Regions from separate parts of the Mus musculus genome. Here all the other regions are linked to region 4. The links are chromatin contacts, called in public Hi-C, HiCAR-type and promoter capture Hi-C maps. All regions are on one chromosome and are shown on one strand. The core of a region is the stretch at or near the end of the contact, and the rest is flanking DNA. Distances in the headings are between cores, read along the strand shown.

Region 1 (2,863 bases), core at 272-2,771, 3.0 Mb before region 4:
CTTCCCAAGTACTGGGATAAAAAACATTAATGCCATGCCTGGTTCTTTCTTTAAATTTTATTGTTCTCTACTTCCATAAAGATGTTTGTTCTGGTAACAATTTTGCGTTTGGCAGCCATTTTGCGTTTTCTCAAGTCTGGCTGGAATTACATAGCCCAGCAGTCACTCATTCATTTATTCAAGAAAATGCAGCCGTACTCATTTCATTACTTCATAAGAGAACATTTTAAATCTCTTCTCATTCAGATGCTTATGTTTTCCTAGGTACGGTCTAAACCCAGGACATACAACCGAGAAAGAATAGGAGACACTCTACCCTACTTTCATGTTGTCATATTAAGAGTACAGTAGGGTTGGAGAGATGGCTCAGCGGTTAAGAGCACTGACTGCTCTTCCAGGGGTCCTGAGTTCAAGTCCCAGCAACCTCATGATGGCTCACAAGGAATCTGATGCCCTCTTCTGGTGTGTCTTAAGACAGCGACAGCGTACCCACATACATAAAATAAATAAATCTTAAAAAAAAAAAAAAAAAAGAATACAGTCTTCATAGAAACAAGACAATCCCCAAAGAATGACTCTCGAAATGATTAGGTTTCCGGTGAAACAAACAAATATGAGGCTTGTTCATTTACTCTCTCTTCCTCGCAGCCGAATTTCTCTGTGGACTTCGTTATAGTTCATTTTTGCGAATCTTCGTTAATTCGCTACATTCAGTACATTCAACTTAAGAATTCCAAGGCCTTTCAGGGACGCTAAAGTAATTCTGTACACAAAACTACGCAACACCCCACCTTCGTCCCCTGAAAACAACAGACTTGCTTTCTAATGACAGTCTTTAGTCCTTCAATACTGCATGATTCGCAAGTGTCCTCCACGCAAAGGAGATTCTCGTAGATCTGTCATGTCCTAATAGGTGAATTCCTTCCCAAACTATTGAAGTGCTATGACAAATTGAGCAATGAGACCGCCGTTAGAAGAGAGATAGAAGAGGACTTAGGATCCTGGATAGTCCGTACCCTGAGGGCATCCAGAACCCGACACTACTGTCAAAAACCAGATGCCCAAGCTCACGCCTGCATCCCACCCGAAGTACACCTGAGACCAAGGACCCTCCGCAGGACTCAACGCTGACAGGACAAACTGTCAGCAGCGCGACTGACTCGACTGAAGCCGCGGGCCCCAAATCAAAGCCGAGAAAGGCAGGGCCGCCGCCCAGGGCCACCGGGCTCGCACCGGGCTGGGGGAGGGGGTGTGGACCAGAGGACCCCCGCGCGCGCGCGACTGAGGGAGGACACCGCCCGGACGGCCCCCGACTCCGCAGCAGGGGTACCGGAACTGAGGGGCCGTGTCGAAATCGGGTCGCGAGGCCTTACCTCAGCGCTCGGATGTTTAAAAGTATCTAAAAATAGCAGCTCCATAGACGAGTCCACCGCCATGTCTGCCGCGGGCGGGGGACCGGGAGATGACTTCCGGGGCAGCTCTCCAACCTCCCAGGCCGAGGCTCCAGCTAGGGGGAAAACTGCAGTACTTCCGGTAAACAGGACGCTGTCGTCTCAAGCCTCCACCAATCCCATCGCAGCTTGCTGACTTAAGCCGTAAGCCCCGCCTCCTCCAGCGCGGCGGAGGGCGCCTTCTGCGAGCCCAAAGGGGCAGGGAAAAAAAAAAAAAAAGAGGGGCGGGGACTACGGTGTTTGCAGTGGTCCAAATCCCGTGGTTCTCCGGAGTAGCGGAGCCACGACGCCTGCGAGAGGCGATGAGTTCTAGAAGATAGGAAAGTGTGCCAAATCTAGACACACGGCACCGTATGCCTCCCACGAGGCATGCTCTCCAAACAAAACCATGCAATGAGGGAATCTGAAAAGACACTGTTTTCAAAGAGAAGAAAAGAGCACACACAAGGCCAGCCAGGAGTTGAATCCCAGCTTGAGCTACATGAGACCGTGTCTCAAAAAATGAGGGAAAGGGAGAAAGAGGGAGGGAGACAACTTGTCTCAGCAAACGAAAGGAAAATTTTCTCGTTTATGAAAATGTTAAATATGATGAATAATCCCACGAGCTGATTATGAGGATTAATTCTTATAAGGTTCAAAAAGGTATATAAATGAAACGTCACGAATATAAGAGAGAGCACAAAGTCTATTTCTGGCTGACAAGCAGTCTGCCAATTCCAGCATTTAAAGGACAAAGGAAGAGTTTGAGCTTCAGACCAGCCTAGACTACTACTCCGTGAGACCCTGCCTCAAAATAAAAAGTGTGTTTGTTTTAATTTTATGAATAGTTTCTCTGTCAAGTGCTGGACACTTGAAACTATACATAGTCCTAGGGAGTGTTAAGAAGGAATTTTTCTCTATTCTGGTCCTCTCAGGAACCACCCATCAAGACACAAAGTTGTAGCAAAACAAAAGCAGATCAGCAAAAGTAGGAACAGGCCATCAGGGAGAGAGTGGGGTGGATCAGCTCAGTGCCTAGGCTATCTCCCTCTCAGGGTTTATATAACTGTCTCTTTGTCGTGCTCTGCTGAGGAGGCTTAAAATGTCTCCATTCTCCTGTATGTTTGCCAGAATTGCTTTCAACTAGACACTGTCTATTCATTTGTTAGATTTGTTCAAGGTCTTGTATTTGATCTCATGACCTTCCCTTAGGACATTTTCTTCTTTTTAAAATTGAGGTTTCGGGGGCTGGTGAGATGGCTCAGTGGGTAAGAGCACCCGACTGTTCTTCCAAAGGTCCAGAGTTCAAATACCAGCAACCACATGGTGGCTCACAACCATCCATAACGAGATCTGACGCCCTCTTCTGGAGTGTCTGAAGACAGCTACGGTGTACTTACATATAATCAATAAATAAATCTTTAAAAAAATAA
Region 2 (3,206 bases), core at 618-3,117, 2.2 Mb after region 4:
GGAACACATGCTGTTCAGTTCCCAGCACCCATTCTTGGGGCAACTGACAAAACCACTAATTCAACCCCACAGGCACGCTGACTCTGGCCTCTCCACTCCCTGCACTCCCCATCCCACTCCCACGTATGTACACACACACATACACACACACACACACACACCATTTTTTAAAAAGCTAGCGGAAAGAAACTATCATTTTTTAAATATAGTTGTTCAAAGCCTTTTACAATTTTAAGAAAGTTAAGTATAAGAGGAGTAACTCCTACAATTTAGACATCTGCTCCAATTATAACTCCAGACACAGTAAGACCGCTTCATGTCTTTAGTTGACATGTACTTGCAAAGGGTGACAATCATACCTACTAGCTTGGTCACAGTGACACTGACCAAAACACAGCCAAACTTAACCATAACTGAAAGTTATAATCCAAAATGTTATTACTAACTGGAAAAACAGACACATACAGCAGAAAATCATGCCTTCCTCAGTGTTAAACTGAGGGAAACATATTTACATGTCTGACCATAGAGGCACTATCTGAACCAGTACCTAAGACCGTAAAAGAACTGGCCTGCCAGAGGAAATATGGCTGGCTGGTGGGCACAACCAAAGCCTATGCCAAGCACAGGGGAGGTTTTATACTGTATGCTCTACATTTTAAATGCTTAAAATTTTGAGCCATATGTTTACTAATTACATCCTTAAAAGCTAAAATTTTCAGTAAGTGTTGCAACATTTGGCAATTAATAAGTACAAGGAGAACGATTATTAAATGTATAAGTATTTTAAAGTGTGTGGGTGTCTTTTACAGTCTCTGGATGTTTACTACCTAAGAGAAAGTGGCAAAAATGGGGGGAAGTCGGTGAGCCGTGCTCATTTTAAAGGGCTGCTTAATTCAAAAGTGCATCAAAATCTTAATCAGCCCTTTCTTGTTCATGATTTTTAAATCCTCTTTAATAGATCCAGCACAGCTAAAATCTGCTTCCAAAGTTAAGTGACTCTGGCTATAATGGAGTAATTGTTTACTGAGCCTTCTCGTCATTCCATTTCCTTATTTCCTGGTGCAAGTCATCTGATCAGTAATACTTACGTACCACTTAAGACCTACCAGTTTAAGGACCTAAGTTGTTAACAGGATGAAAAGGCATATTTTCTGCTTTGTCCTATCCTCACATCGGGAAAATGAGAGTACAAATCTGCTGAACTATATCACCTTGACATTTCAAAAGTAAGACAATTGACCAGGGCAGCAGCTATTTTCAATATAACTTTCGTTCTTAAACATTTGTTCTCGGTGTAAAGCGTGCGTGTTAAGAATTTAAAACTCTACACTTTCTAAGTAATTTACCTAATGGAAAACAAAACAAAACAAGAAAAAAAAAAGCTATGTGTCGAAGATAGGACGAATACAACAAACGATCCCACACACTCCACGGCTCCATAACTGCACTTCTGAAACTGGAAACTTTCCACGTCTGTACGCCTCCCTCCGCCCCGTATTAGAAGGAAATCCTCCAAGGAGATCTGAGTCACCAGACCTCCGGAGACCGTTCCTGGTGCACACACCCCGCTGCAAGCCCTGGCCCTCCCTGCCCCCTTCCAGAGCAGCGGCTCCGCAGCTAACCGTTGTCACCTCCGGTCCGTCGCGCCCTGCCAGCCGTCCGGAAGCCGCTGAGGACGCCACCGAGTGCGGGCGAGGACCCGGCCAGACCCACCCGGGGCCCGAAGCAGAGCGCCGGACCAGCTCCGAGACCTGCCGGGGCCCGGGACCCCCGCGGCCACTCACCTGCCCCGAGGACCGCGCCGCTCCTGCTGCCCGCTCCAGCTCCACACAACCGAACCTCGGGGCCCGCCCTGCGCGTCATCACCGCCCCCGCCTTCCGCCGCGCAGGCGCAGGCGCACGCGCCGTCCCCATGACAACGCGGCACAGCCCGAGCGACCACCAGCCCACCCTCCCTCTACGAAATCCTCCCAACTCCCGGCTCCAGCCTCGGTTCCCTGGCAGCCCCCGCCGCCTTTTACTACCCTTTGTTCCCAGAACGAATGCTCATTGGCTGCTGACTGTTACTCTCGGTGTTGAACACACACACACACACACACACACACCCTGAAATAAATAAAACCCACATTCTAATCTTAAAAACACGGACTATGTGCTTTCTGAGAGTTGATGGTGCTGATAGGGGAATCCAGATGTTTGGGGTGTACATGAATATGTGAAACTGACAATATCTACACCAGTCCATGGCTGAGGCCATTTCCTAGTAACAGTATATGACATCATTGGCATGCAAGCAATTGTCTATCTAAATTATTCATCATCACAGTCATTTGAAATTTTATCTCTGGTAAAACAATAAGCATTACATGACAAGAGGAATGAAAATGTGATGCTCCAGGGAGAATATGGCTTAACTGATGAACAACTTGTAAAACGAGTTACGGGATGGAAAAGGAAGAAATACAGTTCTATTCACAGCTGGCAAGATTATCTATGTAAACAAAGAGAAAATAAACACCAGTAAGCAGAATAAGCAGCTACAGCAAGGTTGCTACGATACACGGTTAATATACACACGAGTCAATTACTTTCCTATCTGCACGAAATGAGCAATTGGAATTGAATATTAAAAATATATCAAGATAAAATACTTAGCTACAAGCCTAGTTGAATGAATATCTGTGTGAAGGAAAACTCCTAATTAGAATTTCATGCTGTGGAAATAAATAGGTTGGAATGTCGAAAGTCCAGAGGAAGATCACCATATCTTGGGCTAAATCCTGGCCCTCCAGAACAGCCATTCCTTGTTTCCCTGTGTCTAAACTAACATCTTGTGACAATAAACAACAGGTCTTTAGAATCTATTGAATTAGCAGGCAACTAGCTTCTACCAATCCAAATGCTTAGAATGCCACCAGAAAACACCTTGCGTCTTACAGAAAGGTTCCCTGAACCTCACCCCCACTGCCTTGTCCTGCCTCTCTGAAGTAAGCGCCTATGTATTGTAAGCTTGCCTTGACTGATGACTTCCTCTGTCCTGTAAAATGGTGCACGCCTTTAATCCCAGCACTTGGGAGGCAGAAGCAGGCAGATTTCTGAGTTCGAGGCCAGCCTGGTCTACAGAGTGAGTTCCAGGACAGCCAGGGCTACACAAAGAAACCCTGTCTCAGAAAAACAAACAAAAACAAAAACAAAAACTATGA
Region 3 (3,057 bases), core at 76-2,575, 2.7 Mb before region 4:
TGATGCTTCTTGGTGATCTCCTCTTTTCTTTTTTTGACATCCTGAAGAATAGAAAAGAACATGTAAACTAAGGTTTCAGCAAGGAATATTTTTCCCTTTCTCCCTCTTTTTCCTTAAATCACCTGTGCTGTTTTTCTCTTCTTGGCCTGAATTATCTGGGTTTCTTGCGGAGAGTCTGGCTGGTTGGGCTGGGCATGTTGCTTAGCTTGTAAACGGCTACTGTGATGAATTGTAGAAAGGAAGCTTAATTAGTACGTCATATATTTCAAAAGCAGCAGCTAATTTTGAAACATGTCTCCAAGACTAACACTGTTACCTGCGTCTTGACATTCTCTTCAAGGACTATGAAACCTCTAAATAGGGGAGAAGAAAAACAAAATCAAGAACATAGTCATCCATAATCTTCAAGTTCCAAATTAAAACTGATTCAGAAGTTACCAACTAACGTTACTAGAAGGTGGCCTAAACCTTTAAAAATAAAACACTGCACTATTTTCTGAAATACACTCGCTATCTCAGTAATTTTACATTCATGCTTTCATTTCCTTAACTGTACACTGGGAACGCGAGTGCGTTCAGGAATTTGCAAAGTCCCCTAGCACCCTTAGATGATCATCTGGGCCATTCATGCACTCCCCAGGACAACCAGGGTGGGAAAGGCACGTCCTGGCCTCGGCCGCCAGGCGCCTGGACGAGCCTCCAAGAGCGGGCTGTGGAGAAGCCGGTTCCGCGCCAATTTGGAGAGCGGCTGTGGCGGGGAAGCAGGGGGTGGAGGGAACCTTCTGGTGTCACGTCCTCCAGGCTCCTTTCCCTCCTTCCCAGCCCCACCCGGCGGGCAGTGTCGCTTGCAGGGGTGACGGGACCCCAATTCCAGAAGAGCAGAAGGAAAGGGGGGGGGGAATTAAAGGAGAAAACCGTGCTTAAGAATCTCTCCGTGAAGTGATCCCACCTTAATCCTCTCGCGCGGGAGACCTTCCCCAAGTGAGGATGGACAGAGAAGCTCCCAGAGAAGCTTTGCCGTGGCCTCTCATTTGGGGACACACTCCATCCCCTGCCTCTGCTTGGCCTCCTGACAAGAATCCTGACAGGGACCAACCTCGGGAACCCCTGAATTCCAGTCTCCTACTTCTTGTCCCACCCCCGCCCCCCATTTTTCCTCTCCCATGGCTCCCGCCAGACGTGGTTCCCTTAGCTCCCGCATGCCCCTGTCCCCAATACCTCCTCACCGCCAGACCCTCCACAGCTCGGCTCAGCTGGCGCCGGCGCCAACTCAATATATAGGCCGGGCCCGGACCGCCCCGCACGCATGCGCCGCAGACTGACACCTCGGCCGGCGCCTTCCCCTCCCCCACCCGCGCCCGCCCAGCTCGCCCGCGCGCGCCGCGCCCTGCCCTCAGTGCGCGCGGACGGGCTGGCGGGCGGGCGGGCGCCGAGTGGCCGTACGGCTGCCCTCCTGGACCGTGCTCCTCCGCCCCTCTCGGCGCTTCACCTGCGCGCGCCGCGGCTGCACGGCTCAGAGGCTCCTCCCCCATGCTGGTTGCCCACCACAGGCTCCCGCACGCCTTCCAGTTCGCGCCGGGCCCCCTCACGGTGGCTCTTAGATCTCGGAGTGTCAGGCTACGGTTCGGCTCCGCGTTTTGGCAGAGGCCTTGGGAGGGCTGGGGTGGGGAACCCCAAGTCTCCTCAGAGGCACGGGGAGCGGGAGCCTAGGGCCCACCCCTCCGGGAGGAGCCGGCCAATGGCAGGAGAGGACGGCAGCACAACGTGGAGCGGCCGCAGAATGTAAACACGCCGGAGCGCGCCGCCCGCCACGTGCGGAGCCGGAGCCATCCGCCGGGCGACGAGCGGGCGGCGGCGCACAGGAAGGTGCCTCAGCGCGGCCGGACGAGGTACGTGGGAGCCTTGTCCCCGCGCGCCGCCGAGCGGCCACTCCGCTCTTGCCTACGGCTCCCTCCCAGAGCCCGCGCGGGAAATATTGGCGCCGCGCGCTGCCTTTCTCCTCAGACGCCTGTTCCGGGCGCTGACCACCTCTCGGGACTCCAGCGGGCGCCCTCCCCGTCCGCACGCACGAGCGCCGAGGCTCTGGGGACCTGGCCGGAGAGCAGGACGGTCCGCACCACGTGCGCGCCCGGGCCGCGCCGCGCCGCGCCGCGCCCCGCCCCGGCCCTGCCCGGCAGCCAGCGCGCCCTGCGGAGCCCGCGCGAACTGCCTGCGCGGGAGCGCCTCCCGCCTGCGAGCGCTGCCGGGACGTGGCGGGCCGCCCCGCGCCGCTCCTAAGCCCCGGGCTCCGACTACCTCTCGGCGCCCTGCGCACCCTCAGGCCGGGCTTGCGGGTGACACGGCACACACAGTCCCGTGGCGCGACGCCGCTTGGGGAACAAAGACCACCCCCAGGCCGCGGAAGCGCAGGAAGGGCTCCCGCAGGCCGGCGGTCCCGCGCTTAGCCATCCTGGTCCGGAGTGAGCCGGTGCGAGGGCGCCAAGGACAGCGGCCGCGCGGCCCGGCCCTTCCCGAGATGCACCTGGAGGCCTCCGGCCGCGGTGGGCCTTTTGTGCCACGCTGTGGTTAAGAGCCCAGGAAGGCCCTCGTCACACTTCCCGGGTCTTCGCATGGTCCTTCACACCGGCTAAAGCTTACTTTCCCAGCTTTACACGTAGACAGGATCAGAGGAGACCCAGTGCCTTGTCTAGGCCTAAGGAGCGTTCACCCAACCCATAATTGCTTATCAAGACTGGGGGGGGGGGGGGGAGTTACCTCCCTTTGCTGGAGCTGTCGTCTTGTACAGCTTGAGATCTAACCCGTTATGGCAAGAAAGCAGAGGTGTGTTATCTGAGTGGAAGTAAAACTGATGGCCTACAGCCCCGCTCCATAGTGACTTCAAGACCAGCCTAGATTATGTGAGACACTGTCCTAAAAGTGCCAACTGGTGGCCTATGTAGGTGAACTTGGCCAGGATACACTGAAAACGAGGGCTGTCGTTTACATGGGATTGGTCTTAAGTATCATAAGTCCAACCGCATAAGTTAGTGTACGTACGTCATTAAAAATGTACTGTGG
Region 4 (3,060 bases), core at 387-2,886:
CTGCTGGGACAACCAAGTGGTCAGTTATTCCTGTTTCACACACCCAGGCACACTGTAGTTAGTCTGACATCTCCAATTTTACTTGTTTTTTTTTTTTTTTTTTTTTAAAATAACTCAGTGCTTTTATTTTAGATACCACTTTTCCAGTTTACAAAATATGGCTTTATCCAGTACCTTGCATAGAAAACCATCCAGTTTCCTTACACACACACACACACACACACACACACACGGCTGAAAAACTGTATTAACTGCAGGAAGTTTGTGTTAGGTAGCAATCAACATACTTCCAGAGTTACTTATAGAACCTGCTACATCATAGGGCAACCTCAAGATGCTTCTACATTTACAAAGTTGTGTAAGGGGTCCAGGTTGTGCAACACTCACCACTGAAATCAGACTCTAGTGTATTAATAGTTTTAACACCTAAATAAGCTTTACGTTTATTATTAGATTCGAAATATGGCCCAAATCGCAGGTATTCAAAGTATTTCATGAACAGCTTGCTTATTTGCTTCAGAAACTTATGAGGATGCTATTTTTAAGTGGGAACTTTTTTTTCCTTTTTTTTTTTGCTACAAATGTACACGAGGTCACCTGAAAATTAACAGTTGTGATCCTGGACTTGACAAAACCGAAAAAAAAGAAAAAAAAATCAGTAGTAAGTCAGCATACCCACAGTATGCTCACACCCAGCCCACTGACCTGCCTTGCATTACTATCAAGTCAAATAATGCCAGCATACACGTGGCAAAAGTCGCCAGAGCTCAATGGTGCTTTAATGATCCCGAGAAGAATTGCCCTGCCATCGAGTCATGTGATCTCACTTATTCGGACTTGGAGATTGAGGATATTTCCAAAAAAATTTAGGTTTTTTTCTTTTCCTTTTTTAATTTTTTTTTTTCCTCCCCAAAAGGCTGTCCCACTTCAGGGTGCGCCTTGCCAGGGCCTAGACGGAAGCGTGCAGGTCGGGGAGGTGGGACCAGGGAGAAAAATCTGGACCGGGGCCCGTCACGCTCCAATTCGTTCGACTTCCCTCTCTCTCCCCGGGCCGCGGAGACAGTCGAGGCGGGGGCCCCCCGGGGACGGCCGTGCTGCTGTCACACTCTCCGGGAAGTGGCAAACGGCTGCCGCGGGCCTGGCTGCAGCGGGCCCGGGCGGAGCAGGGAAGGAAGGCCCAGGCAGGCCGCGGCCGCTCGCAGCGCCCACGTCACCAGCGCCAGCACTGCGGAAATGGAGCGGCGGCCAGGGGACCGAGGGAGGATGGGAGGAAGGGAGGCGCTGCGCCCCCGACCCGCGCCGCTCGGCGCCGCCGCCGCCGTTTGCCCCGCCTGCCCGCCCCGGTCGCCCCCGGCCCGCCGCCGGCCTCACCTGTGTCGCCGATGATGATGTACTTGAAGAGATAGGCGTACGCCATGGCCGCGGCCGCTCCGTGCCAGGCTCACGGCTCCTCCTCCCGCTGTGCGCCTCCTCCGCGCCCTCACCGGCGCCGCTCGGCCGCGAACCCGGGCCCCGCCCGCCGTCGGTCGCCGTCAGAGCCAGCAGCAAAGGCCGAGGGGCAGCGGGACGAACTGACAGCGCCGAGCGCGGAGCACAGCGGCCCAGCCCTTCGGAACAATAACAGCCGCGGCGCCTCCGCCCCGCCTCCGCGCCGACCCGGAAGTGCTGCCGCCGCCTGCGCCGCCGGAGGAGAGGGGAGGAGCCGCGGCCGCGCCCTCCGGTCGGAGTCCCGCCTACCCCGGAGCCCCGCCTACCAGGCCGGGGCTCGGGGAGTCGCGAGGAAACGGAGCCTGCTAGGTTCAGTCGCCGCCCTCTCTCTCTCTCTGTGTGTGTGTGTGTGTGTGTGTGTGTGTGTGTGTGTGTGTGTGTGTGTGTGTAATCGTGGTATGTCCCTATAATGCTGTTATGTCGCTCTTAAAAAGATGTAAAAAAAAACCCAACTGTATAAATATTGAAGTAAATATACATTTGCATGCTGTTTATCAGACCAGGATTCTAAGTGCAATGTTGTGTATAGGTGTAATGTGTACAATATATGGCTTAATCATGTTTTGTGTATGTATTGTACGAAAAACTGAAATAAATACAGAAGCAACATGAAAGGAAATACCTGGTATGACATGATGGAATTAGTAAAAAACATATGTGTGTGCATGCAGTTTGAAGGTACTTTTGCCTTTGAATATATTCTGTATATATTGCCAGTGCTGCCAACTAGAGGCAAACCCAGTTCTTTAAAAGCCCAGATTTTAAAGAAGGTGGAGGACAGAGTTAGTTTACTATCTGAAACAGTTTTCTAGAGAGCCCACTTACAAGAAAGTGACTATCAAAAGGACAAAGGTTACTACAAGTAAGCCATGCATTTATAATCTCAGCACTTGGGAGATAGAGGCAGGAGGATCAGGAATTCTGGGTCATTCTTTACAACACTGAGGGGTCAAGCATGAGACCCTATCTAAAAAAAAGTGTGTCCCCAAAATGTACAGATAAAAGCACTTGCCATGCAAGCCTGTCTTGAGTTCATTCTCTGGAAACCACAATAGAAGGAGAAACACACACACAAAGTGAGAGAGACAGAGAAACAGAGAGAATATAGCAGAATGATGTTCGTGGATCTGTTCAGGAAATTTAAGAGTTGTGTAAGGAAGCTGATTTAATGCTTCCATCTCTCTTCTGTTGCTGGAGGAGGAATGAGTGGGCTTTTGTGGCTTTCGTGGCCAGCCTCCTGCTGACTGTCATCCCTTCCCTTGGGAATCAACCATTCTGTGATTATAGTTGATGGTACCATGCTAGGATGACTGAAGTTGGTTGCTACTTCATTTGCACAACTGACAAGCAGGACCTCACTAGGTTTTTCTTCATTACTAGGGAGGTGGTTTGCTAAAGGCTCAGGAACTTGATGTGAAAAGCAACTGAAAAAAATGGGGTTCACTGGTCTTTGGGACCTTCCCCGGGTGCTTCAGGCTTGAGGCTGTTTTGCCTAAGGGACTTCACTCAAGTCATCTTTTCTGGGTGTCTGTTCAGAAACTCGGGTCCTTACTCTCAGAGTGTGGTCTTTAC
Region 5 (3,067 bases), core at 437-2,936, 2.1 Mb after region 4:
TTTATTATTATTATTTCAAGTTCCAGAGAATCAATTTTTTTTCCTTTAAAAAAGTAACAGCTTTAATTATGTTTTAATTTATGAGCTTTAATACTCTGTAATATTAAGGAGATGAAAAACATAATTCTTTAAAATAAAAAAGATGATAGGGAAAAGCAAGCCCTAGAGAAACTCAGGGCTGGAGCAATGGTTCAGTAGTTAAGAGCATGTGCTGCCAGCCATGAGGACCAGAGCTAGAACCCTGGCACCCACAGCACATGGCATCCCATGCATCCCAGAAACCTCAGCGCAGAGCTGGGTGGAGACAGGTTCAGGGAGAGACCCTGCCCCAACAGATAGGTGGAGAGAGAGCAAGAGCGAGAGAGAGAGAGAGAGAGAGAGAGAGAGAGAGAGAGAGAGAGCAAGGGGCACCTGATGAATCCTCCTGGCCTTCACATATGAGTGAAGATGCATGTAGCCCTACATACTTAGGTGCCTGCAGACACTCTAAGGTACATCGACAATCAGACAGACAGACAAATAATTTTCTAAAAGAACAGACTTTTTGAATAGCTATTTATGCTCATTCCTGAATGTTCCACACTATACACTAACCCTTGTGATACCTGAAAGATGAAGGTACCATTTTCATCTGAGATTACTGACAAGGGTTAGAAACGTGTCCAAGCTAAATGTGAAACCAGGTATGATTTGTCCAAGATCTCACCTAGGTGTTCACCTGCAGCGCAGTGGGAAGGCAAGGATGGGCTTCTCTTCCTCCCTACTGTAAGATACAACCAAACAGTTTCTAACTGAGCTACAGTTGTGACACTTGACACTGTCTCTGTGCTTTTTAAAGAAACCTGTGGTCCAGATAACACTGCAGGATGTCCGGCGCATTTACAAAAGGAGGCACGGCCTCATGCCTTTGGTGAGTTCGGTTGCCTGTGGGGGAGTCAAGTCTGCAGTGTAGCGGCTGAATGACTTGTAGGCCCCTGCACAGGCCTGGAAGCACACATGTGCAGTCTGTGAGCATGTGGAAGCTAGAAATTGATACAGGAATTACATTTCTGGAAATAAGAGGTTCTATTGCAGAAAATATTTTTTTGTTCAAAGAGCAAAACGCTGGAGAGTTCTCCAGCTTCTTGCTCGTGAGTTTTCAGAGCTTCTGGCCTGAGGCTAGACCAGTGTTTGCAGAGCAGTCCAGTGTGCCTCCACCTTGTACCCACTGCAGGTGGGTCTCAGAGTGAGACTGGGAGGACCCTCAAAGTCCTTTAGTACAGGGAGAGCGAACAGGCAACCAGCCACAGCGTTTAATGTAGCCTTTGAGCTCAATGAAAGAGAAATAGGGAAGACAACCATTAAGGCATTGGGCTGCCTCTTCCCACCACGTCCCTCACCGTGCACAGAGCACACTTACCTTGGTCTCTCATAGGCATCTTAGAAATGAATCACCACTCAGGAGATGAGGCCACGGTGTTTTGGACTGACGTCAATATAAATTCATTTTCTCTTGCTGACTATAAGTAGTTTGGTTTTGTATTTTTAGGTTGTAAAATTCAAGCACTTTGCTACCTATTTTCTGTCCATTTGTAATGTTGGGAGAAAACCAAGGAAAACAGATCTGACTAGAAACCTGTGCTCTTGCTATAGGCCAGCAATGCCAGCAGAGCAACGAGATTCCTATTGGTTCGGCTTCCTGGCTGCCGGCCCGCGGCCCGAGGCCCAGCTGCTGCACAGACACAGAAAGCAGCCGTGAATCCAGGCTCTCCTGGCTGGCCTTTCCCATCTTACTTTGCCAGCATGGTGTCCAGGAAGCTTACCATTTTCTTTTCTCTCAAGACTTGGCCTTACTGTACTGACCAGATGGCCCAGAACTCATGTTCTCCTGCATCAGCCTCCTGAGTGCTGAGAACACATTCTGCTCATAGGTTTTTTTAAAAAAATAACCATAATTGAATGGGCTATTTGATTATTATTTTGTTACGTTTCATGGTTATTTAATATATGCAAGAAAGCTAAACATTTATATCCAGGAAAGAAATGTGGGATAATTGGCCATCTAATTTTAAATTTCAGAATTGTAAATTCATAAAAACTACTGTCAGTAGCAGTATTTAGTACCAAAGAGAATTACATTGTTTGTCTAAGGTATATCTCTTCATCTTAAGAAGTTTTAAGACCACAAAGATGAATATAGGGACACATATCCTTGAATCAAATTATAAATGTAAACAAGGTCGAAAACTCAAGTGTATAGATGCTTACCTGACTTTTAAGATTATGTACATATGTGATTTCAGGATGAACATGGTACTATTTGTTTATTTTTTCTGAATCTTTAGGGCTTGGAAGTGTTTTGCACAGATGACGACCTGTGTTCCGACATATACCTAAAGTTCTATGAGCCTCAAGACAGAGATGATCTCTATTTTTATATCGCCACGTACCTAGGTTTGCTGGTCTCTTTGTGTCTATTTATTGAAGGTAGATAAGCACCTAAGAAGCTGGGACAGCAAGTAAGAGAACAGACACCATTTTGCCATAGTTATACTTGTTTGTTCTCTGATATAATATCTTAAAAACAAGAGAAATGTGAATTTATTCTGGTAATAGTTCATTTGTATGTTTTTAGAGCACTGGATGAATGTGTTTAAATAAGTCCCCATTTTAATGACCTCCAACTTGAGTGAGTTACAAAGAGTCTACTCAAGTGTTTTTATGTCCGATCACGTCATGATTTAATTTTGTTCTAAGGTGGGAGAGGATGTTTGTGTAGGTGAATGCCCAGGTTACCACCAAAGCCGCTCCCTCCCTCTGCTCTCCAGCCACTGCTCCTTCTGTCTGAACTCGCTTCTAAGTTTGTTCAAGCTTTGCCCAAAGGGCCAAGAGCTAGAATAAAGAAATGTTTCATGTTTTAAAGCCTTTCCTGGTAGTTAATTAGAAACTTGGTTAAAAGGAAGTAAGAATACAGAAATAGCCAAACAGCGTAGGAGCTAGTTGTTTGATACATCCCTGGAAGAGGTTAGATTCAGAAAAGCAGAGTTTTCTAAACAAAATGGCAAATCTACTCATTTGTGGGAAAGTT
Region 6 (2,794 bases), core at 32-2,531, 2.0 Mb after region 4:
ATTGGAGTCTCCCATCTGATCAAGCTTTGATGCCTCAAACTCTTAAAACTTGCATTTCGCATTAAAAACTTCTCCTAAGATTCTCAATGCTTGCAATTAATGTTCCATTTCTACTCCAGTGCGCAATGCCTATTATCAGCAAGATTTAGCTTAAAATGGCATAATCCTTTAATATACATCAGGATCTAATAGGAAGGCTATGCAATGAGGATTAAAATGATAATAGTTTCCAAGCATGGGCAGGAGGCCAGGTGTAGGAAGCAGTTTATAGCCAACTGAATATTGTACTGAAGGACCCTGCCAGCACTGTGGGCACGTATGACAGGGTGATACAAATAACAAAATAACAGCCAAGACCATAAAAATAATAGTAAGCACGGATCTTGGACTGCTCCTGCCACCACAACAAAGTAGCGCAAACTCAAACAACAGAAACAGATTTTCACTGAATTCCAGAGCTAGAATCTGAGATCCCGCCTTGAGCAGTCTATTTCTTCTGAGAGCTGACCTTGGATTGTAAGTGGCTGTCTTCTTCCTGTGTCTTTCCCCTGTGCATGTGTTCTTATCACCCCGTCTTAGAAGAACACAGGTTGCATGGGCTTAAGCTGTAACTAAATGACCCCAGTTTATTAATCAATTCCCTATAGGCCTGTGATCAAATACGGTCCCTTTTTGTGATGCTGTGAGTTGCAGCTTCAAAATATGAATTCTCAGGGAACACATTTCAGCCTCTTACACTCCCCTCCTTCCCAGAACTACTCTGCAGTGCCAGGAAATGTCTAGGAGGCAGCTGGTATAGCCTGAGAAGAAATCACTACAGTGAGCGGCTGCCCACTGAGTAGGGAAGAAGGTTAAAAAAGAAGGAAGAAAAAAGAGCATGTGAAGATAGAAACTACAATTAAGAACAAAACAAGAGACGTTTTCTGGTAATGAAAGAGACTAAAAATAAAATCAAATAAATGTAAGAGGTGAAATAAAAATACGTGTACTTAGAACAACAACATGCTAACGAGTCGAATACTGTTACATGTAGAAAAAGGAAAGGAGACACAAGGGAAATGAAAGAAAGAACGGGGGGGGGAAGAAATAAATAAATTATGGTAAAGCAAAAATATTGCCCAGTAATTTAATAATGTATACGTTAAGTCAGATAACTGCATGAAGAACAACGACTATTTAAATGTAAGAGGTAAAATTACTGCTGAAAGCGTAGAAAGGGGACGAGATGCCAACGGAAAAGAAAATGAGGCGTTGGACGGTTTATTTCTGGTCCTTGAAAACTGGAAACTGACAGTTACATGCCCAGAACTTGGGGAAAGGGAGTGGACCGCTGTGTGGACTTTGTCTTTCCCATTGTTTATGCTGTTGTTGGGTCTATGTGGGACAAGTGAAATCGGCCAGAGCTGCTTTCACCTCTGTAGGTAAAGAGGGACATCTGCTGGTCACGCTTATCATTGCAGTCTGTGGGCGGGGTAGGCTCTCTCACTCCTCCCAGATGTCTGGTCTGCTCCTGGGAGAGTGTTTTCTGGAGTGCTTTGTGGTTGTGAGGAGCAGCTACAGCGCTGAGATCCATACTTTCAAAACCTCGGGAGTGCTAATCATCCTGCTAGATGAACGCTGCCCTGGAAGTTCCGGAGTTGTCGTATGACGGTGGGTAATGCACATGGCCGCAGCAGTTGAGCATCACATCTGCTGACTTCAACCTCAGAGTTGTTGGGAACACAGAGGCCCTTGCACTCACAGAAAAGCATTAAGGACAATCAAGAATACTAAACAAACAGAGGCCCTTTCTTAATGGAGAGATAAAATACCTGTTTTCCTGCCCAGAAAGCTCTGAGTGGATTTTATTAATGTCCTTTCCTATGTCAACACAAGCAAACCCCACCCAAATTCCCTCAAAATGATCGTCCCACTCACTTCCCTCCAGAGGCCATTACTCATCTTTTGGGTGGATGTCACAAGTCTATGCTATGGGTCAGAGACTGCACTAGATTCTAGGCCTTTTGACTATAGAGCCCATCCATCCTCATAGTCGCGTGTGCTTTGTAAAGGAGTTTCTATGTAGTCACACCTTAAGCTTTCTTGTGCACCTGATCATTGCTTGAAAAATCTCTCCCCAAATTGTACTGTTTTAACTATGCTGACATTGAACTCCCTCTCATTAACCTCTCAGGAGTCTGATCCAGGTTGATGAAGTCAGTCTGCACCAGATTTTTTTTTTTTTGGTTTTTTTCGAGACAGGGTTTCTGTGTGGCCATGGCTGTCTTAGAACTCATCCTGTAGACCAGGGTGCAAGGTGGCCTCAGAAATCTGCCTGCTCTGCCTCCCAAGCGCTGGGATTAAAGGCATGTGTTACCACTGCCCCACCATATTTTTATTCTTATCTCTTCCTGGGGTTCACTTCCCTGACTGTATCCATGCAAGGACCCCTTCAAGCTGCCACACTGCATCTCTGCGAGTGAGAAGAGCAGGACTAACCTGACCTTTCTAACCTGAGCCAGCTTTTGCCACCTCCACCTTTCACCTTCTCAGTGCCTATCCTCCCCCTCCAAAACTGCCTGACTGGAACTTCCCCCTCACATGGGGGCTCCAGCTGACCACATTGGGGCTCCCCATCCCTAGCGTGTTCCCTGACCTAGGTCCTCTGGAGTAGCTCATCTTTTAGCAAGAGTCACTCTAAAGATTGTATTCTTCATTGCCCAGCGTCTTGGAATAACGTTACAGGAATGTTATTCTCTCAGGGCTGATTGTCTGACTGCGGCTATCTGGCCTGCCTATGAAAGTTGTCCAGAGG
Region 7 (3,192 bases), core at 368-2,867, 2.3 Mb before region 4:
TAGTTGAAACCTGGTCTTACTAAATTACCCAGCTGAGCCTCAAACTCATTCTTAGACCAACGCTATCAGGCCACCTAGATTTGGTGAATGAAGAGAGAACACCATTCACCTCATTGGGCGATAGGGGTAACCCATATCGGGGACTTAGCACAGAGAGAAGTAAACATTAGCAATTATTATCACAGCTATCATCTAGAGATGGTAAGTTAAGCCATGCAACCAGCAGGTGGTCTGTTCATAAACTCACAAATGATTTCCTTTGGCTTAGTGTAAAACTTCAGTGATGGCATTCCATACCAGAAAGGAACTGTATTTAAAACTTGGCTTAGGGTATTTGCTGTTGTTTTTTGCACAACTTCTAATCATTGTCCCTGATAAAAAGTTTAACACAAGTGATAACAGTTGTGATTCACTTTAGGCATTATAAATGTGCTAAGGTGGGGGCAGGGAGAGGAGGGTGTGGGTGGAGTCTGGTAGTCAGACACAGGCAGGAAAGATCACATGGCTGGGGAGAAGCCACAGAAATGGCCATCCTTTCAGTGTGGAGACAGTCTAAGCTTCTTTATGTTGGTTCCAAGATGAAAAGGCCTGACAAATTCTCTCCAACCACAAAGGAACAAAACCAAGCCAAACACAAAGCAAACACTGCAAAGTAATACCTTATACATTAATGGAAGAAACACCAGCCTTTCCCCCAATGGTCTAGGCAAGCGGCAGGTCCTAGCAGGAGTTATTACTGAGCCTAAGATCTCACTTTAAAGGATAATGCAACGACGCCTGCTTTTTATTGTTGTTGTTCAAATCCCCAAAGATTTAAGTGTCTTTAAACTTCGACCTGGATATAATAGGACATTTGCTGGGTCCCTTAACTTTGGAGACACGGGGAATGGCAGGCAACTGGGCAATTTATTTAATTCAGATATTTGCAATGGATACTCTTAATAATTAAATATACTCTCATCTAACTCCTCGAGCTTAAACAAATCAGACAATAAAATGGTCTTCTAACAGCTGGCCTACCGGTTCCCTAAGGGTTGCCTGGTAACGGCGTGAGAGGCACGACATTTGCAGTCAGGGCCCCTCGCCGATGAGAACGCTGTGGGTCTGGTCAGCGTGGCCCTGTCGTGTCTCAGGGGAGGGACACCCCGATCCACGTCAGGTTAGGGCTGTCAGGTAGGGTCTCAGCTCCCTCAGGCTCGCCCAGGGGCGGGGTCTGAGCCGTGACCCGAGGGCCGTCGAGGGCTAGGACAGTAGCCCAGGCCGCGGGGGCGCGCGGCGGCGGAGGCCGGCTTAGGCGCCCCGAGCAGGGCTGTAGCAGAACCGTCCACCCGCCTGCGTTAACCTGAGAGTTTCTTTCTCCTGGGCTCCGTTCCGGTCGCCGCTGTGCGAGCCGCCGCCGCCGTCGCCTTTGGGCCGCTCACCCAGGTCCAGCCTCAAGGGGTCGAGTCTGCAGAACTTGGTCTCGACTTCATCCAGAAGTTCGTCCAGGTCCTTCGCCATCTTGAACAGACGCGTCTTTCTCTCCCGAGCCTCGCTGGCCGGTGGTTTCCACGGCAACGCGAGAAACCGACGCGCCCGGGAGCGGGTTCCCCACAACCTTCCGCGCCTGCGCAAACCTCCGGGCGACTCGGGGGGCGCGCGCGCTGCCGCGGCGCTGACGGGCGCGCACTCGCGGTGGCAGGGGGTCCCGAGGCCCGGGGACCCGCTGAGGCCGGCCGCCGCGGATGTTGTCGGTGGGTCCTGCGTGCCCGGAGCGCTTCCCTTGCCGTCCACGCAGCCTGTGGGCCCGCTTTGCCCTTCACCTCTCCCGCTCCGCTCCGGCGCCTGATCACAAACAGTCTCTCTTTCCACCCCAACAGCCTCTCTTTCCACCCCGTGGCGACCCCTGGTCGCTTTGGCAGGCTGTATGTTTCATCGGGGAATCTGCAGATCCAAAATTATTCATTCGGTGGCAAAAAACATTCCCTTCCGTAGTCGGCAGGATTCGAACCTGCGCGGGGAGACCCCAATGGATTTCTAGTCCATCGCCTTAACCACTCGGCCACGACTACTGGTGATGCTAATTTTGGCAGGAAGATTCTATGTAGACTCTGCATTGGAAACTTATGCCGCACTCAAGCTGGCTTGGATCGGAGTGAAAAAGCTTAAGCACATTCGAACATTGTGCTTTGAAGAATTCTGCCCCTCTTTTCTGTGACATAAAAGTGTTGGAGCTGAGTCTTCAAAGCTAGAGTGGGGGGTGGGGGGGGGGGTGCGGTCGAGAGGAGAAAGGGAGGGAGAGAAGCGAGAGAGGGGCCCCGGCTACTTTCTTATTGATAGAGGCATTTGCAGTAGAGAGACTGGAATTGCAGGACCTCTGGCCAGCCTCCCAGCTTCCCCGCACACTTCTAGTTTTCCTTTGACAAGCAGCTCCTAGACCGTTTTTCTCTCATTACCAATAAAATAGTGATTCCTATCAATTTATGAATCGCAAGACTGTCTCACCAGGATATGAAGCACTACTTTGAAAAAGAATATAAACCACGGTGCAAAACCCAAAACAAAATAAAGCAAAACAAACAAAACAAGCCCCCACAGTATTTTCAATTCTTATGGTTTGAGCAGGCAGTCATATCTATATAGCCTGGGCTAGCCTTAGAACTTGAGGTCTCTCCTACCTCAGCCTCCCTGGAGTCGGTTTGTAACACAGACCTAGATCACAGCACCGCTTCATGAACATAGCGAGCACATTGCATTTCTAAAGTTGTATTAGCCAAGAAGTCGGCACTCTGAGTTCGGCAGACATCTGAGCCAGGTGATTTGTTAGTTTCATTTACTTAATTCGTTCAAAATAGTTTTAAATTTCCCGAGGAGCAACATGTAACGGTGCGCAATATAAAAATGGTAGGTAACAGCTCACCAGAAGCCTTTGGAAGGATGATGGTTTTTTTTTTTTTTTTTTTTTTTTTTTTTTTTTTTTTTTGGCGGCCTATTGTTGAGTGCAACCATTACTTAAAATGTAATGTTATAGTAAAACAAAGGTAATGTCTGGCAAACTCTAGCTGTTTCTCTGCGTGGCCTTGCTGCTGTCGAGCCTGTTTACATCATAAAATTTGTAAGAACTGTGAGTTTGTTTTTTTTTTTTTTTTCTTCTGAGGTTAGACCTAGCAGTCTTTTTTCACAAGGCTTTCAGAATCAACCTGTGGTCATTGC

What was found. Promoter capture Hi-C pulls out the DNA fragments that hold promoters and counts their contacts. A called contact is a pair of places that touch in the nucleus more often than the background predicts. HiCAR-type assays count read pairs that join an accessible place to other places. Capture Hi-C pulls out chosen DNA fragments and counts their contacts.
Region 1: a Hi-C map of B cells shows a contact between it and region 4, with 5 read pairs. The contact joins the promoter of Virma here to the promoter of Rab2a in region 4. A contact is called at or near these places in 2 of 39 promoter capture datasets (liver and pre-B cells) and 1 of 484 Hi-C or Micro-C datasets (B cells).
Region 2: a contact with region 4 is called in a promoter capture Hi-C map of adipose tissue, with 4 times the contacts expected there. The contact joins the promoter of Sdcbp here to the promoter of Rab2a in region 4. A contact is called at or near these places in 5 of 39 promoter capture datasets (the C10 cell line, hippocampal neurons, liver and 2 more), 3 of 115 datasets of contacts at active chromatin or transcription factors (astrocytes, large pre-B cells and pro-B cells) and 2 of 9 other capture datasets (adipose tissue and liver).
Region 3: a promoter capture Hi-C map of erythroid cells shows a contact between it and region 4, with 11 times the contacts expected there. The contact joins the promoter of Ccne2 here to the promoter of Rab2a in region 4. A contact is called at or near these places in 2 of 39 promoter capture datasets (erythroid cells and pre-B cells).
Region 5: a contact with region 4 is called in a promoter capture Hi-C map of hippocampal neurons, with 5 times the contacts expected there. The contact joins the enhancer-like site here to the promoter of Rab2a in region 4. A contact is called at or near these places in 6 of 39 promoter capture datasets (the C10 cell line, HPC-7-derived erythroid cells, hippocampal neurons and 2 more).
Region 6: a contact with region 4 is called in a HiCAR-type map of astrocytes, with 6 times the contacts expected there. The contact joins the enhancer-like site here to the promoter of Rab2a in region 4. A contact is called at or near these places in 8 of 39 promoter capture datasets (the 3T3-L1 cell line, cranial neural crest, embryonic stem cells and 4 more) and 1 of 115 datasets of contacts at active chromatin or transcription factors (astrocytes).
Region 7: a promoter capture Hi-C map of pre-B cells shows a contact between it and region 4, with 3 times the contacts expected there. The contact joins the promoter of 2610301B20Rik here to the promoter of Rab2a in region 4. A contact is called at or near these places in 6 of 39 promoter capture datasets (the 3T3-L1 cell line, the C10 cell line, hematopoietic stem and progenitor cells and 3 more) and 1 of 115 datasets of contacts at active chromatin or transcription factors (large pre-B cells).

Annotation. Positions count from the first base shown.
Region 1 is chr4:11,484,616-11,487,478 of GRCm38.p6, reverse strand. Virma (vir like m6A methyltransferase associated) reads right to left here and starts at 1,521. Exons shown (of 24, transcript NM_001347055.1): 1 at 1,374-1,521. The coding sequence starts at 1,436.
Region 2 is chr4:6,364,341-6,367,546 of GRCm38.p6, reverse strand. Sdcbp (syndecan binding protein) reads right to left here and starts at 1,867. Exons shown (of 9, transcript NM_001098227.1): 1 at 1,788-1,867.
Region 3 is chr4:11,189,977-11,193,033 of GRCm38.p6, reverse strand. It overlaps Ccne2 (cyclin E2), which reads right to left and starts at 1,325. Exons shown (of 12, transcript NM_001282943.1): 1 at 1,219-1,325; 2 at 317-353; 3 at 123-219; 4 at 1-41. The coding sequence starts at 330. It overlaps A630034I12Rik (a long non-coding RNA gene), which reads left to right and starts at 1,804. Exons shown (of 3, transcript XR_001784240.1): 1 at 1,804-1,889.
Region 4 is chr4:8,534,220-8,537,279 of GRCm38.p6, reverse strand. Rab2a (RAB2A, member RAS oncogene family) reads right to left here and starts at 1,636. Exons shown (of 8, transcript NM_021518.3): 1 at 1,372-1,636. The coding sequence starts at 1,417.
Region 5 is chr4:6,424,245-6,427,311 of GRCm38.p6, reverse strand. It overlaps Nsmaf (neutral sphingomyelinase (N-SMase) activation associated factor), which reads left to right. Exons shown (of 31, transcript NM_010945.2): 11 at 839-910; 12 at 2,325-2,433. Among named protein-coding and RNA genes, the nearest start is that of Nsmaf, 28 kb to the left of the region's middle. Within about 2 kb of position 1,686, at least 19 of the 459 cell types and tissues checked have an H3K27ac peak or open chromatin away from gene starts, as enhancers often do. A contact at or near this core is called in hippocampal neurons, where this site is marked.
Region 6 is chr4:6,511,823-6,514,616 of GRCm38.p6, reverse strand. It overlaps the pseudogene Gm11801. Among named protein-coding and RNA genes, the nearest start is that of Nsmaf, 59 kb to the right of the region's middle. Within about 2 kb of position 1,281, at least 21 of the 459 cell types and tissues checked have an H3K27ac peak or open chromatin away from gene starts, as enhancers often do.
Region 7 is chr4:10,872,923-10,876,114 of GRCm38.p6, reverse strand. It overlaps 2610301B20Rik (RIKEN cDNA 2610301B20 gene), which reads right to left and starts at 1,617. Exons shown (of 6, transcript NM_026005.3): 1 at 1,343-1,617. The coding sequence starts at 1,500. It overlaps n-TSaga9 (a tRNA gene), which reads right to left and starts at 2,051; the gene lies at 1,970-2,051.